Linked DNA regions of Ovis aries: region 2 is linked to region 1. A link is a contact called in public Hi-C data. All regions are on one chromosome and are shown on one strand. Each heading gives the region's core, a stretch centred on a gene start, on an enhancer-like site or on the middle of the called end of the contact. The rest is flanking DNA. Distances are from core to core; before and after follow the strand shown. Region 1 holds the start of KLF4 (KLF transcription factor 4). Region 2 has its middle 35 kb from the start of TRNAE-CUC.

Region 1 (6,769 bases), core at 1,707-4,206:
TCAGAATCCTGTCTTGATTATATGACATAATAATAGTGGCTTTCCTATTCATCTGTGTAATATTGTTTTCTCACTGTGGTGGTTACTTTTGTTGAAGGGGAAGGCCTACTGCCTTAGATAAATAAGAGAAAAGCAGAAAGCTCCTCACGGCACTGGTTCCCCAACTAGAAAATGCCAAGTCCTGACTTACACATCAAGAGGGTGAGGGTTGCCAATCAAGGACTTATCCAAGTTCAATGCAGTTTAAGAATCTTGGCTTTGATGGTAAAGTGGATTAACTTTTCCGTGTATCTTCAAGCCCCAGTATCCCAAGAAATGTTTGCCATCACAATGAAAGCTACGGAGGAGGAGGTTGCAGGTATTTCTTTCTTGGTTCCTCCTTTTGAAAAAGGCAATATTTTCAGAGTTAAAGTAAACTGGCTGGCTCCTATGGGGGTGGGGTTGAAACTCTCCAGGCCGCGGGAGGAGGGTCGGGGGTTTCCCTGCGAAAACCTGCCCTCCCCTCCGGTTACAGGCCCTGGCAGCCATTGGCCAAAGACCGGCTGGGGGATCCGCAAGGGCTTCCAACTCTCCGAACCGAGCGGGATTCCTGGCCTTGGCATAAAGGGCTGAGTGGATTCATTCGGGGCGCGATGCATTCCAAGAATGCTTCTGTGGTTGGCAAGGAGTAGGAAAATCAAGGATAACAAATATTCTAAGGAAATCTAATAGGTACCAGGAGCGTAGGACTCAAATAAACAGGTGACTTAAAGTACGAAGTAACTGGATCTCAGTGAGGGTGACCGCACACTGCCCAGGGCTGGGGCATCTCCTTTTTCTCTCCTGGGCTGACACCCGGCCGCCTTTACAGACAAGGGGGCTTGGTGCAGAGGGCGGGCGGAGCCCAAGGCGCGCCTGAATCCAAACAAAACACCTCGCAAGCCTACGTTTAGAAAGCGATACCGAACACCACACTCACGTTTAAAAAAAAAAAAAAAAAGGGCACTGTTTGCAGAGAAGATGACGGCGAAAACATTTCCCGGCTGGAAAATTACTGATCACAAACTAAGGGGGAGTGGGGGTGGGGAGGCCGAGTTATAAGACTGAAATAACGATTGCCGTTTCCTCTTCTCTTCCTGGTGGGCAGGGACGGCTGCTGCGAGCTGCGTGGGCCCTTTTCCAGAACCCGGGTCCCACCGCATAGTTCCACTTTCTGGCACGGGGCCACTTTCCAGCTGAGCCCCTTTCGGTAGGTCTGACTGCTCTAGAGCCTGAGCCAAGGGAACGAGTTGCCGTTTGACCTTTACCTCGCCACTTCACCTCTTTATGACTCAGTTTTCTCATCCATAAAGTGGAGAGTTGCGTGCTTTGCAAAGTGCTTTGAGATTCCCGGTTGAAAGGTGTCCCCGCACCTCACGCCCCTCCCCTCTCTCCCCACTTCACATAGCGAAATCTCTTTCAGTCCCTTCCTCGCTCCTTCAGCTATCAAAACCGTAGCTCTATTTCCCATTCCGGCCTCTTTCCGCCCTTTTCAGAAGGGGAACACCTCTCTCGCTTTCTCAGTCTCCAGGTCCTCGCCACGCACTGGAGGGCACCCACCTCCCTTCTACTCCCAACCCCCGGGCAGACGAGCCCAAGAAGGACCATGCGAGGCCAGGCCAAATGCCCGCACTGGCGCTCGGGGACTACAGCAGGGCTCCTGCGTGCGTATGACGGACCCGAGCTGGATGAGTCACGCGGATAATCGCGCTCTTCTCCAGTGCGCAGACTGCGCGGCAAGCGCGCACCGGAGCGGGGGTGGGGTTGCGCTACCGTCCCCCTCTCCCCTACCGACCCCTCTTGGCCGCGAGCTTCGAACTCAAGGAGCGACCCATGGCGACGCCGACTGTCCCAGTCGCCCGGGGACCGGACCTGCGCCCCGTACCCAAATCCCCGCGCCCGGCCCGCTGCCGGCACCGCCGCCGGCGTCAGCGCGGCTCCTGCCCGCCAGCTGCCGGGCTGGCGTCACAGCCCGCCGGGCCCCGCCTGCGCCCCTCCCTCCTCCCCGCCCCCACGTGCGCTGAGTTTGTTTATTTAGCTGCCATGGCAACGTGCGGGGGGGCTGCTGGAGGGAGGGGAGAAGAAAGGGAGGGGCGGGGCCTGGCGGCGGGCCCCAGCGCGCAGCGGGTAGGAGGCGGGGGGAGGGCGGGAGCGGAGAAGTTATAAGTAAGGAGCGCGCGGCGGCCGCCGGCAGTTCCCCGGCCTCAGAGAGCGAGCGCGGCTGCGGGCGCGCGGGGAGCAGAGGCGGTGGCGGGCGGCGGCGGCACCGGGAGCCGCCAAGTGCCCCTCCCCGCCCCTCCGGCCCCCCACCCACCCACCCACCCGCCCGCGGCCAGCGCCCATGGCCGCGCGCGCCTTGCGCAGCCCCCCGGACTCCGCGCCTCGCGCCGCCGCCCAGTCCGCAGATCCGCGCCACCGCATCCAGTCTCACCTGGCGGCGCCGCCCGCCCGCCACCCCGGCCACAGCCCCAGCGCTCACGGCGATAGCCGCGGCGACCGCGACAGCGGTGGGGGACGCTGCTGAGTCGAAGAGAGCGCAGCCTGGCCACCGGACCTACTTAACTCGCCTTGCTGATTGTCTATTTTTACGAGTTTACAACTTTTCTAAGAACTTTCGTATACAAAGGAACTTTTTTTTTTAAGGCATCTCCCTTTTATATTTAATCCAAAGAAGAAGGATCTCGGGCAATTTGGGGTTTTGGGTTTTGGCTTCGTTTCTAAGTTTTTTTCCTCTTCGTTGGCTTTGGGGTTTGGGTACCCCTTCTGCTTCGGACTCCCGAGGACCTTTTGGGCCCCCACATTAATGAGGTAGGTGCGGCGCGGGGCGCAGGGAGGGGTGAGGGCGGATGGGACGCGCCAGAGCGGCGGTCGAGAGTGGCCCCTGACTTCTGCCTCTGCTCCCCACCCGGTCCGAAGGCAGCCACCTGGCGAGTCTGACATGGCTGTCAGCGACGCGCTGCTCCCGTCCTTCTCCACGTTCGCGTCCGGCCCGGCGGGAAGGGAGAAGACACTGCGTCCAGCAGGTGCCCCGAATAACGTGAGTGTCGGCCTGGGCCTTTGGGGCCTTCCGGTGGGCTTCTGTGGGTGGGATGGGGACGGGCGGAGCCCTGGGGTCACCGAGCACCACTAGACGACGGGCAGGAGTGGCCCCGCACGGGCTCCTCCGCAGGCTACCCGGGATGGCTTCAGCGCCCTTGGCTTAGCTGTACATGCGTGTGGTCCCGAAGCGGTGGAGCCGCCGGGGGCGCACACCGGGTCCGCACACGTCCCGGAGCGCGCGAGCGGCAGGGCGGGCGCGCGGGCCACCGGGCGGGAGGTGTCTCTGTCCCCAGACACTGGCTGGGCCAGAGTGAGCTTGGCGCGTAGGCGTCCCCGTGGCGAGGGCGCACCAAGAGAACCTCGGTGTCCCAATTCTGGGGACGGCGGGAGCGTCCCCGGGATCCGGCGGGGGAGGGACCCAGGCTGGCGAGCCTCGGCGCTCGCTCACACGCAATCGGGCAGACACAACCTAACATCCTCCATATATCCACGCACCGCCTTTCCCCAGACCCGGGTGTGGGCCATGATTGCAGCACTGGCATCCACAGACCCCGGGGCCTTTCCTGCCCATCCGGTCCCCGTGTCTAGGCGGGGTAGGCGCGGCGGGCCCACCACTAACATCGAGTGGCAGTTAGGGACAGCACTGACTGTCTGTCTCGCGTCCTGTCCCCACAGCGCTGGCGGGAGGAGCTCTCCCACATGAAGCGACTTCCCCCGGTGCTTCCCGGCCGCCCCTACGACCTGGCGGCGGCGACCGTGGCCACCGACCTGGAGAGTGGAGGAGTCGGCGCGGCTTGTGGCAGCAGCAACCCGGCTCTCCTGCCCCGGAGGGAGACGGAGGAGTTCAATGATCTCCTGGACCTGGACTTTATCCTCTCCAACTCGCTGTCCCATCAGGAGTCCGTGGCCGCCACGGTGTCGTCCTCGGCATCAGCCTCTTCCTCGTCCTCCCCGTCGAGCAGCGGTCCAGCCAGTGCGCCCTCCACCTGCAGCTTCAGCTATCCAATCCGGGCCGGGGGCGACCCGGGCGTGGCGGCGCCGGGCGGCGCGGGCGGCGGCCTCCTGTATGGCCGGGAGTCTGCACCCCCTCCGACAGCTCCCTTCAACCTGGCGGACATCAACGATGTGAGCCCCTCCGGCGGCTTCGTGGCCGAGCTCCTGCGGCCCGAATTGGACCCAGTGTACATTCCGCCGCAGCAGCCGCAGCCGCCAGGTGGCGGGCTGATGGGCAAGTTCGTGTTGAAGGCGTCGCTGAGTGCCCCTGGCAGCGAGTACGGCAGCCCGTCGGTCATCAGTGTTAGCAAAGGCAGCCCAGACGGCAGCCACCCGGTGGTGGTGGCGCCCTACAGCGGCGGGCCACCACGCATGTGCCCCAAGATCAAGCAGGAGGCTGTCTCCTCGTGCACCGTCGGTCGGCCCCTAGAGGCCCACTTGGGCACTGGACCTCCTCTCAGCAATGGCCACCGGCCGCCTGCGCACGACTTTCCCTTGGGGCGGCAGCTCCCCAGCAGGACTACCCCGACCCTGGGTGCCGAGGAACTGCTGAGCAGCCGGGACTGTCATCCTGCCCTGCCGCTCCCCCCGGGCTTCCATCCCCACCCCGGGCCCAACTACCCTCCCTTCCTGCCCGACCAGATGCAGCCGCAGGTCCCACCGCTGCATTACCAAGGTCAGTCCCGGGGATTCCTAGCTGGGGCTGGAGAGCCCTGCGTGTGCCGGCCATCCGGGGCACACAGGATGACGCTGACCCCACCTTCTTCATCCCTAGAGCTCATGCCACCCGGTTCCTGCATGCCGGAGGAGCCCAAACCAAAGAGGGGAAGGCGGTCGTGGCCCCGGAAAAGGACGGCCACTCACACTTGTGATTATGCAGGCTGCGGCAAAACCTACACGAAGAGTTCTCATCTCAAGGCACACCTGCGCACCCACACAGGTAGGACGGGAAGCCGTGGAGGTGGGGTGGGGGCACCCGGTGTCCAGCCTCAACACTCCTCAGGGCCTCCCTTGGGATGTGGGGTGCAGTCTATCTCCTCCATCTCCTGGATCACAGGAGAGAACAGCAAACTGGCGCCTACTATTTTGCCCAGGAGCCTTTTGCTGGGCGGATGGTATCAGTGCTTGAAAGTGCAGTTTTGTTAGGCCTTTGAAAGGCAGGGAGATTCCAGGCTGCAGGTGGGCCTCTTCTAGCTTGAGCAGAGCATTGCCCTTGTAATCAAGAAATTATGCCTTGCTGTGCAAAATCATGATAAGTTTTTTAAGCAGTTTTGTATTCTCCACTATTTTTATTGGTTGTTCCCTTCCCAGGGTTCACCCCTCCCCCTCTTTAGTCCTAACAATTAGGTTTTATTTAAATCTCAAGGACTTAATGGTTAGGCTTGCTGAGATTCTGATTTAAGATTGTCACGACAGAGAATCTGTGTAAGTAGGCACAGAAGGTCACTAAAGTATAGCTTTCATAAATAATATTGGTACAGGAAAAGTAGTATTCTCCTGTCACTTTTTAGAACCAGTTGTAGTGGGATAGGATATTATTGCTTGGTTTGGGTTAGGAGAGACACCCTAACAGTCATAATTTCTAAATCCATTTCCTGCCCCATCTTTGCTCAAAAGAATGAAAACATTAGTCCAACAGAAGTATAGTTTTAAGTGGTTTTTGTGTTTTCTGTGATTATCTAATTTCCCTTTAAAAAAGCAAAAAAAAAACAAACCCATAAAATTCCTGTTTCTGATCTGAAATGTAATACAGCCTTGAGAAGGTATAAAGACATTTCCTGGATCCTTTCAGAATGGGGTACTTGAGTTGGTTTGATGTCTGGCCTCCAAGTTCTTAAAATTTCATCCTTCAGGAATAGCTTCCAACAAGTTTATTTTTCTTTTCTAGGTGAGAAACCTTACCACTGTGACTGGGATGGCTGTGGGTGGAAGTTTGCCCGCTCAGATGAACTGACCAGGCACTATCGCAAACACACTGGGCACCGCCCCTTCCAGTGCCAGAAATGCGACCGGGCATTCTCGAGGTCGGACCACCTCGCCTTACATATGAAGAGGCACTTTTAAATCCCCAAACAGTGGATGTGACCCACACTGCCAGAAGAGAATTCAGTATTTTTTACCTTTCACACTGTCTTCCCGGTGAGGGGAGGAACCCAGCTGGAAAGCACTACAATCATGGTCAAGTTCCCAACAAGTCAACTTATGAATGGATAATCAGGAGACACAAGGAAACCAAAAGACAAACTCAAGGAAAAAAAAAAAAAAAACAAACAGATGGGGTCTGTGACTGGATCTTCTATCATTCCAATTCTAAATCCAACTTGAATATATATATATATTCCTGGACTTACAAAACGCCAAGGGGGTGACTGGAAGTTGTGGATATCAGGGTATAAATTAGATCTGAGAGTTGGGGGGAGGGAAGACCAGAACCCCTTGAGGAGTGTTTTAATGCAATATAAGCATAAAGATCACCTTGTATTCTGTTTGCCTTCTAAAAGCCATTATGACGATCTTAGAAGAGGAAGAAATTCAGGTACAGAAACTGGTGTTTAATAGCCTAAACGATGGTGCTTGGTAAGTCTTGGTTCTAAAGGTACCAAATGAGGCCAAAGTTCTCAAACTGCTGCATACTTTGACAAGGAAAATCTATTTTTGTCTTCCGATCTACATTTATGACCTAAGTCAGGTAAATACACCTGGTTTACTTTAATCTTTT
Region 2 (6,769 bases), core at 2,507-5,006, 140 kb before region 1:
CCCTGCACAACTAACAACTTTGCAAGACATGGTCATTTTATCCCAGTTCCTCCTTGTAGGACAAATGTAAGTAGATTCCTCTAGCTCCTTCCTCCATGCTCTGGGAAATGAAATGGTCTACCTTGCACGTGAAAAGTGTGTATTTTCTTTAGTCCATTGTTGGCAAGGATGCAAGTTGATTTAGAGTTTCTGGAAGGCAGCTGAAGGGTGTTTATGTAAAATTAAATGTGGATAAACTTTGACACCAAAATTACACTTCTATAAAAGTTTCTTTATATACTGCCTCAGGGATGACTTCCTAGAAGTGTGTTAAATATATGTGTATATGTGTGTGTATGTATATATATATATTCATCTTTAATCACAGCAGGATTTAAAATGCTGAAAAATTGGAGACAAATAAAGCAATGAGGAATCGGGTATCAGTATGTGATGTGCTCAGTCATTTCAATCATGTCCAACTCTTTGCAACCCCATGGACTGTAGCCCACCAGGCTCCTCTGTCCATGGGATTTTCCAGGATACCGGAGTGCATTGCCAGCCCTCCTCCAGGGGATCTTCCTGACCCAAGGATTGAACCCAGGTCTCCTAAGTCTCCTGCACTGCAGGTTAATTCTCTATTGCTGAGCCACTGGGTAAGCCCATAAATATATGATAGACTATGCAACTGATTGCAGTGTAGACATTAACAAGAAAGATGTAGTGCCCTAAGTATTATCATATAATTATGATATTAACATGTTAATCAATATGCTGTACAATATAATATTAAAAACATGCATTAAGTGGGAAAAGTATGATTAGTTCAATTTCGTTTTAAGAAATAAAAAATATATAGGAAGAGAGAAGTGTTTGGAAGGATGTGTTCTAAAGTTGCAAGAAGGTTATCTCTGAATAATAAATGTACATGTGACTTTCCATCTTTTCTATTGTGCCTTATTTTTTTTTAAATGAGCATATGCTGTTTTTTAACAGCTTGAAAATCATTAACATTCATTTGGAAATTCTTAAAATATGTTCTTATCTGCTTCTATCTGAATAAAGTTTTATACTTGAAGTCCAATTTAATATTACATTCTGTATTAAATTTTTCTATAAAGGGCCAGATAGTAAATATCTTAGGCTTTACTGGCCAGTCTCTGTTACAGCTACTTAACCCTGCTATTATAGAACAAAAGCAGCTATGGACATTATGTAAACAAATGAGTCTGACTGTGTTCTATTAAAACTTAATTTACAAAAACAGGTCGGGGGGCACTGAATCTGGTTCATGGGCAATAGCTTGTTCTACACCAGCATCAAGAGTACATTTTTATCTTCCCACTTGGTGTTTGCAATCTGTTGCATACACCATGTATGAGTTAGTTTTTGCTGCATAACAAATCATTCCAAAACTTAGCAGCTTAAAACAGCAACTATCTATTTGCTTATGAATCTAAGGGTCAAAAGTTTGAGCTGAGACCAACTGAGATGACTCATCTCAGCTCCATCTGGGATCAGCTAGGCCCACTCATTTTTCTGAGGTCCACTAGCCATCAACAGCTTCACACATGTCTAGCTGGCTGTAGGTCAGGAGGGGTGGTGGAAGTAACTGGACCACGTGTCTCTCATCATCCAGCAGGTGGCCTAGGCTTATTCATATCATGGTAGTCACAGTGTAACAAAGAACAGTAAGGAAGGCTTTCCCCGTCTGAAGAATTTTTCCAGCCTCAGTCTGCATCACATTTGCTAGTATCTCACTGACCAAACAAGCACATGGTCAAGTCCAGATTCCAGGGTCAGAGATCCCACCTCCTGATGAGAGAAATTGCAGCCACATGCAAAGGGACATGTATTTAGGGTGGGGGATAATTTGTGGCCATTTTTCACCATCTGACAAACATCCTCAAAAATCTCACCTCCCATCCTATCTCCTTCCAGAAGCTCTTTCACTTCTCCTTGGGCAGAGCCATCACTGTATCTTTCAGCCAAGAAACACCATCTCAATGCATCTTTTCCAGACACAGGACCATAATTCTTCTCACCTGTAGTCAATTGCTACTCATCCTGAAAAAGTGAGTTGAGCAGCTATTTATAATTTTGCTCAAAATATTTCTCCACACTCTATTTTCCCTCTTCCAAATTTGTGCTTGAATCATTAGCCTGTATCACTTCCCATTCACTGAATCTTCCCTGCTTTCCATGTGTTCATATGTTTAGGCCTTTGAAAAATGGTTATAAAACTGGGACAGTTCCCATGGTGACACATTGGTCTCTTTGATCCTCTTTACTCTCACATGGTGAGTGAACCACCCAGACAGCTGAAGTTCATTATAATCCACTCTGTGAAGAAGGATCACGCCTTCTTCATTCACTCTCCTTCCCCCAAAAGCATATACAACGCTGCTGGCAGCCTTTAAAAGAAAAACCTTTTAAATCTTGCTCAACAACCATCATTGAGGGAGACTCTGAGTGACAGCTGAGATAGAGAGGAAGGAGTACCAAATATGGAGTCAGAAGTCCAACTGGGTTCAAAGCCAGCCTCCACCACTGTTGGTGTGATCTGGGACAAGGAGTTTTCATTTTCCTCATGAAAGCGTCTAGCATAATACAGAGCTGCTAAGTCGCTCCAGTCATGTCCGACTCTGTGCGACCCCAGAGAAGGCAGCCCACTAGGCTCCCCTGTCCCTGGGATCCTCCAGGCAAGAACACTGGAGTGGGTTGCCATTTGAGTCCTCAATAAATGTTTGATCATTGTGTTTGCTCACTATTGTGTGCAAAGCACTATGGGAAAGGGCCATGAAAGGGTCCAGAGGTCAGTAAGACCCAGCCTGCCAGCAGGGAGCTCACGATAAGGTGGTAAGTGATAGCTCAGGCAGCTCAAAGTTTCTGTTTTTTTTTAATTCTCAATAAAAGGATGTTGAGGAAGAGAACACTTTTAAACTTTTGTCACCTTCTGAGCTTAATAAGGAGAACATGCACAATAACAATAATGACCTTCAGACTCATTTCATCACCCTGGGCATCCCTTCTTCAGTCCCAAGTCCTGAACTGTTTCCTATGGAAGAACCCCCTCTGGTGTTAGCCCACCCCTGGTGCGTCTTCCAGCAGCCCATCCTTGAGAGATGAAATCTCAGAAACACCTTGGAAAGCTCAGTTCATCCAGGGCACTAGATAATGAAGTGATGGAGGCACAAATGACAACTGATTAGGCAGGAGCATCTCCAGACAGAGAAGAATAAGAGGGAAGACCAAAGGCAGCTATCTTTTTACAAGCAGCAAAGGCTGTTTCATTTTGGTTTATATCACTGGGTTGTTTATTTTCACTCTTGAAAAAATGGCAAGAGAAAATCGAAAATAATGAGTCAGTTTAAATTAGAGCTATTTGCAAATCCAATCTGTTCTTTGGGTGACCGTGAGAAAAGTACTTTAAACTCTCTGAAACCTAGACTTTTCATCTATAAAATGAGGATAATCATCCTTATAATCTCGGATAACATATCCACATCGAATAGAGAGCACTTTGAAAATAAACAAGTGACAAATATATTCTACACTATTCACTGGTACCCCCAAAAGTGGTCTTTAGGGGGGCAGGCAGGGAGAGGTGGGAGAGAGAGAAAAAAGAAAAAAAATTTGCACCTAAGATGTGCCAGGCACTTTCAATCGACAGCTCTATCTATCTTTATTTTTACAGATCAGGAAGCTGAGGCTCAGAGAAGTTAGGCAACTGAGCCAAGATCACAGAGCTATTAAGTGGCAGATGACGCTGACTCCAAAACTAATACTCCTCCTAAGCCAGTCCACATCACGCTAACCACAGCCACAAATTATGACAGAGTGCAGCCTTGATACCCCCCTCGAAATGTTTCTCCTGCAGTGACTTTTGGGTTAGCGCTTGGCGGGGGGTCCCCAGGGAAGGTGATCTGGCCTTGGCTGGTGGCAAATTCTGGCAGGCACCCTGGGGAGCTGTGTTGGGGCTGGCCTCATGCACAGTCTGCCACAATGAGCAGGAAGAGGGTGTAGCTCTGGCTCTAATGAAGTTCGCAGATGCTGGAGACATGTTGTAAACACCAATGGGTGTGGGTGACTAGGAGGGTGGAGAAGCAGGCAGGGGCTGCTCCAGCAGCTCAGAGCGGGTAGAAATATGGGCGAGAGGTAATGAAGGAAACTCCGTCCACTGGGGCTTGTTTGTGAACAGAGAGAGGCCTGGGAACACTCCCTGAACTAGAGGCAAGGGGCTATGGAGGCAAGAGGGGCCCTAATGCCAGAGAGAGAAGTGCCAGGAAAAATGACCCAGAAACCTAGGAAGTGCCGGCCTCGTCCCCTGGCAAGTGCTGACCGAGTGGCTCCTAGTACAAGCCTCCGTAGCGAGGGTCTGAGTCTAAGAATTGGTCCCCAGTCACCAAATAATGGGGCTTCCCAGGTGGCTCAGTGGTAAAGAACCCGCCTGCCAATGCAGGAGATTCAGGTTCGATCCCTGGGTCAGGAAGATCTCCTAGAGGAGGAAATGGCAACCCACTCCAGTATTCTCGCCTGGAAAAATCCCACGGACAGAGGAGCCTGGTGGGCTAGAGCCCACAGGGTCGCAAAAGACTTAGACATGACTTAGCAACTAGATAATAACAACAGCAACAAATAATAGTGCAATTGACATTAACTAACTTGAAACTTGACTCATTAGAAAAGACTCTGATGCTGGAGGATTGGGGGCAGGAGGAGAAGGGGACGACAGAGGATGAGAGGGCTGGATGGCATCACCGACTCGATGGACGTGAGTCTGAGTGAACTCCGGGAGTTGGTGATAGACAGGGAGGCCTGGCGTGCTGCGATTCATGGGGTCGCAAAGAGTCGGACACGACTGAGTGACTGAACTGAACTGAACTGAACTTGAAACTTGACTCCCCCCGTCACTAGCTGGTGCCTTGGCAAATCACTAATTTTGAACTCTAGTTTTTCAATTGCAAAATGGGTAGAATAATTAGTACCTTCCACATAAAGTCATTTTGAGGATTAAATGATACAATGCATGTGAAAAAAAAGAAAAAGAAACACTTGGCATAGTGCTTAGCTCAAGTTAAGCCCATAATAAAGGGTGGCTGCTAATGGTACTATTAAGCGCCTCTTACGTGCCCGGGCACCAGGTTTGTCATTGTGCAGGAACTTGCAGGAAACAGATGACAGACTCACTTGGGACACTTAAAATACATTTTATCCAAGGGACTGTTGGTTGACGTCTGGGTGAGAGTAAGGGGAAGAGTAATAGATCTTGAGACACCCAGGAACTAACAACATTGGTGACTTATCCTCTGTCGCTCAGCCTCAGCTGAAAGCCGGAGCTCAAGGACATCAGCCACCAACTCTGACAGCTGGAGTTAGAGTGTGAAGAGAGGGATGCGGCCATTGGCCAAGAACCAAGCAAACGCAGGGGGAGCGATTAGGAGGCCCCCTCTCTCCCCGAGCGCCCCTCAGTCTTCTGTCACTGCTTCCCCTTGGCTAAACTCCAAGGAGAAGGTGGAAAGCAAGGAATGCCATTCAGGTCCACCGCCCAGGCACCAGTGAAGCAGGGCAGAGGCTGGTGAGGCACAGATTCGAGCGCGGAGCCAACAGAACCACAGCCCAGAATCCCAAACTCATTTATTTATCTCATTAAACCCCAAGAACATCGGGGTCATTATCTTTCTTTTTCAGATGAGAGAACTTGACTCAGGGAGGTGCAGCAACTCATTCAGAAACCCAGCTTGAAAACTGGTGGAGCCCTCACTGGAATCCGAATTCATCTCCTCAGTGTGGCCTCCATGGATTCCGTCATGCCGATCCCTAAGAGAACAGATTTGAAAGCCCCTCCTTATCCAGAAGGATTGAGTGGGAGGGTATTCCCACGTGAAACCAAAAGGATGCATACCATTTTAAATGAGTGTGGGTTAAGGAATGGTTTGTACAAACAAGCAGAATAAGAAAAGTGGATGCTGTGTGCCCATGTGGGCTAGGAGTTCATCGTCCTTCAAGAGACATGTCCTTGAGTGCCATCAGCACTTCCTGTGGGACCGGAAGTGACGTGTCAGCTGGTAGACACAGCCTTTAAGTACATGGCATTTCCAAGGGCCACAGCTCTTCCAAGTACATTCTGTGCATTTACACATCTTAATAGTAGATTTAATTCACTTAGCCATCATTGTCTCATGTAATCAGACATGAGTACAGCTCTTGAAACACTGACAGGGTCTCATGTAGGTGAATTCTGCTTCACAATGATAGAAAGAGCTGACATTGAAGGATCAAAAAGTGACTTCGCCATGAACACTTGGCCACCACAGGTGGTAACTTTTCTGACACCTCCTGCTTAAACCCCAAAGGTCAGAAGGATCAGGAGGCCCCGCTTTCATGGTCTGTATTCATACTGAAAATCAAGATCAAGCATGCTTTTGCCCTTCTGCTCCACGGGAGGTTTCTGTCCTCCCTGAGCTCACCTTAGGACACCTGCATTACTGCTTGACAGGTGTACCTGTACCTCGTGTAGGAGTCTTATGTACAAATGATTTCAACGATGTGACCAGGGACACGGCTGCTCTGTCAGAAGAGCAAGCAGGTGTTTAAGAGCAGACCGAAAAGTTAGTGACCCAGGAGTGGGCTGGAGGTGGCTCTTAAGGGCGCTTTAACCAAAAATTCAGTGACCACACTGCTAACTTGAAAATGGCCACGGTGGGAGTGAGTGGTCATCACTATGAAGGAAGGTTGGATTTGCTTTTGTTTGTTTGAAGGATTGTTGTTAAATGTTTACCAGCACACC

Evidence for each region. Hi-C and Micro-C count contacts between places; a contact is called where the count stands out from the background.
Region 2: a Hi-C map of mixed tissues shows a contact between it and region 1, with 3 times the contacts expected there. The contact joins the enhancer-like site here to the promoter of KLF4 in region 1.

What each region holds. Positions count from the first base shown.
Region 1 is chr2:15,683,183-15,689,951 of ARS-UI_Ramb_v3.0, forward strand. KLF4 (KLF transcription factor 4) reads left to right here and starts at 2,957. Exons shown (of 4, transcript NM_001164219.1): 1 at 2,957-3,055; 2 at 3,733-4,726; 3 at 4,826-4,990; 4 at 5,939-6,114. The coding sequence starts at 2,957. The coding sequence ends at 6,114.
Region 2 is chr2:15,538,810-15,545,578 of ARS-UI_Ramb_v3.0, forward strand. No RefSeq gene overlaps it. Among named protein-coding and RNA genes, the nearest start is that of TRNAE-CUC, 35 kb to the right of the region's middle. Within about 2 kb of position 3,757, at least 11 of the 54 cell types and tissues checked have an H3K27ac peak or open chromatin away from gene starts, as enhancers often do.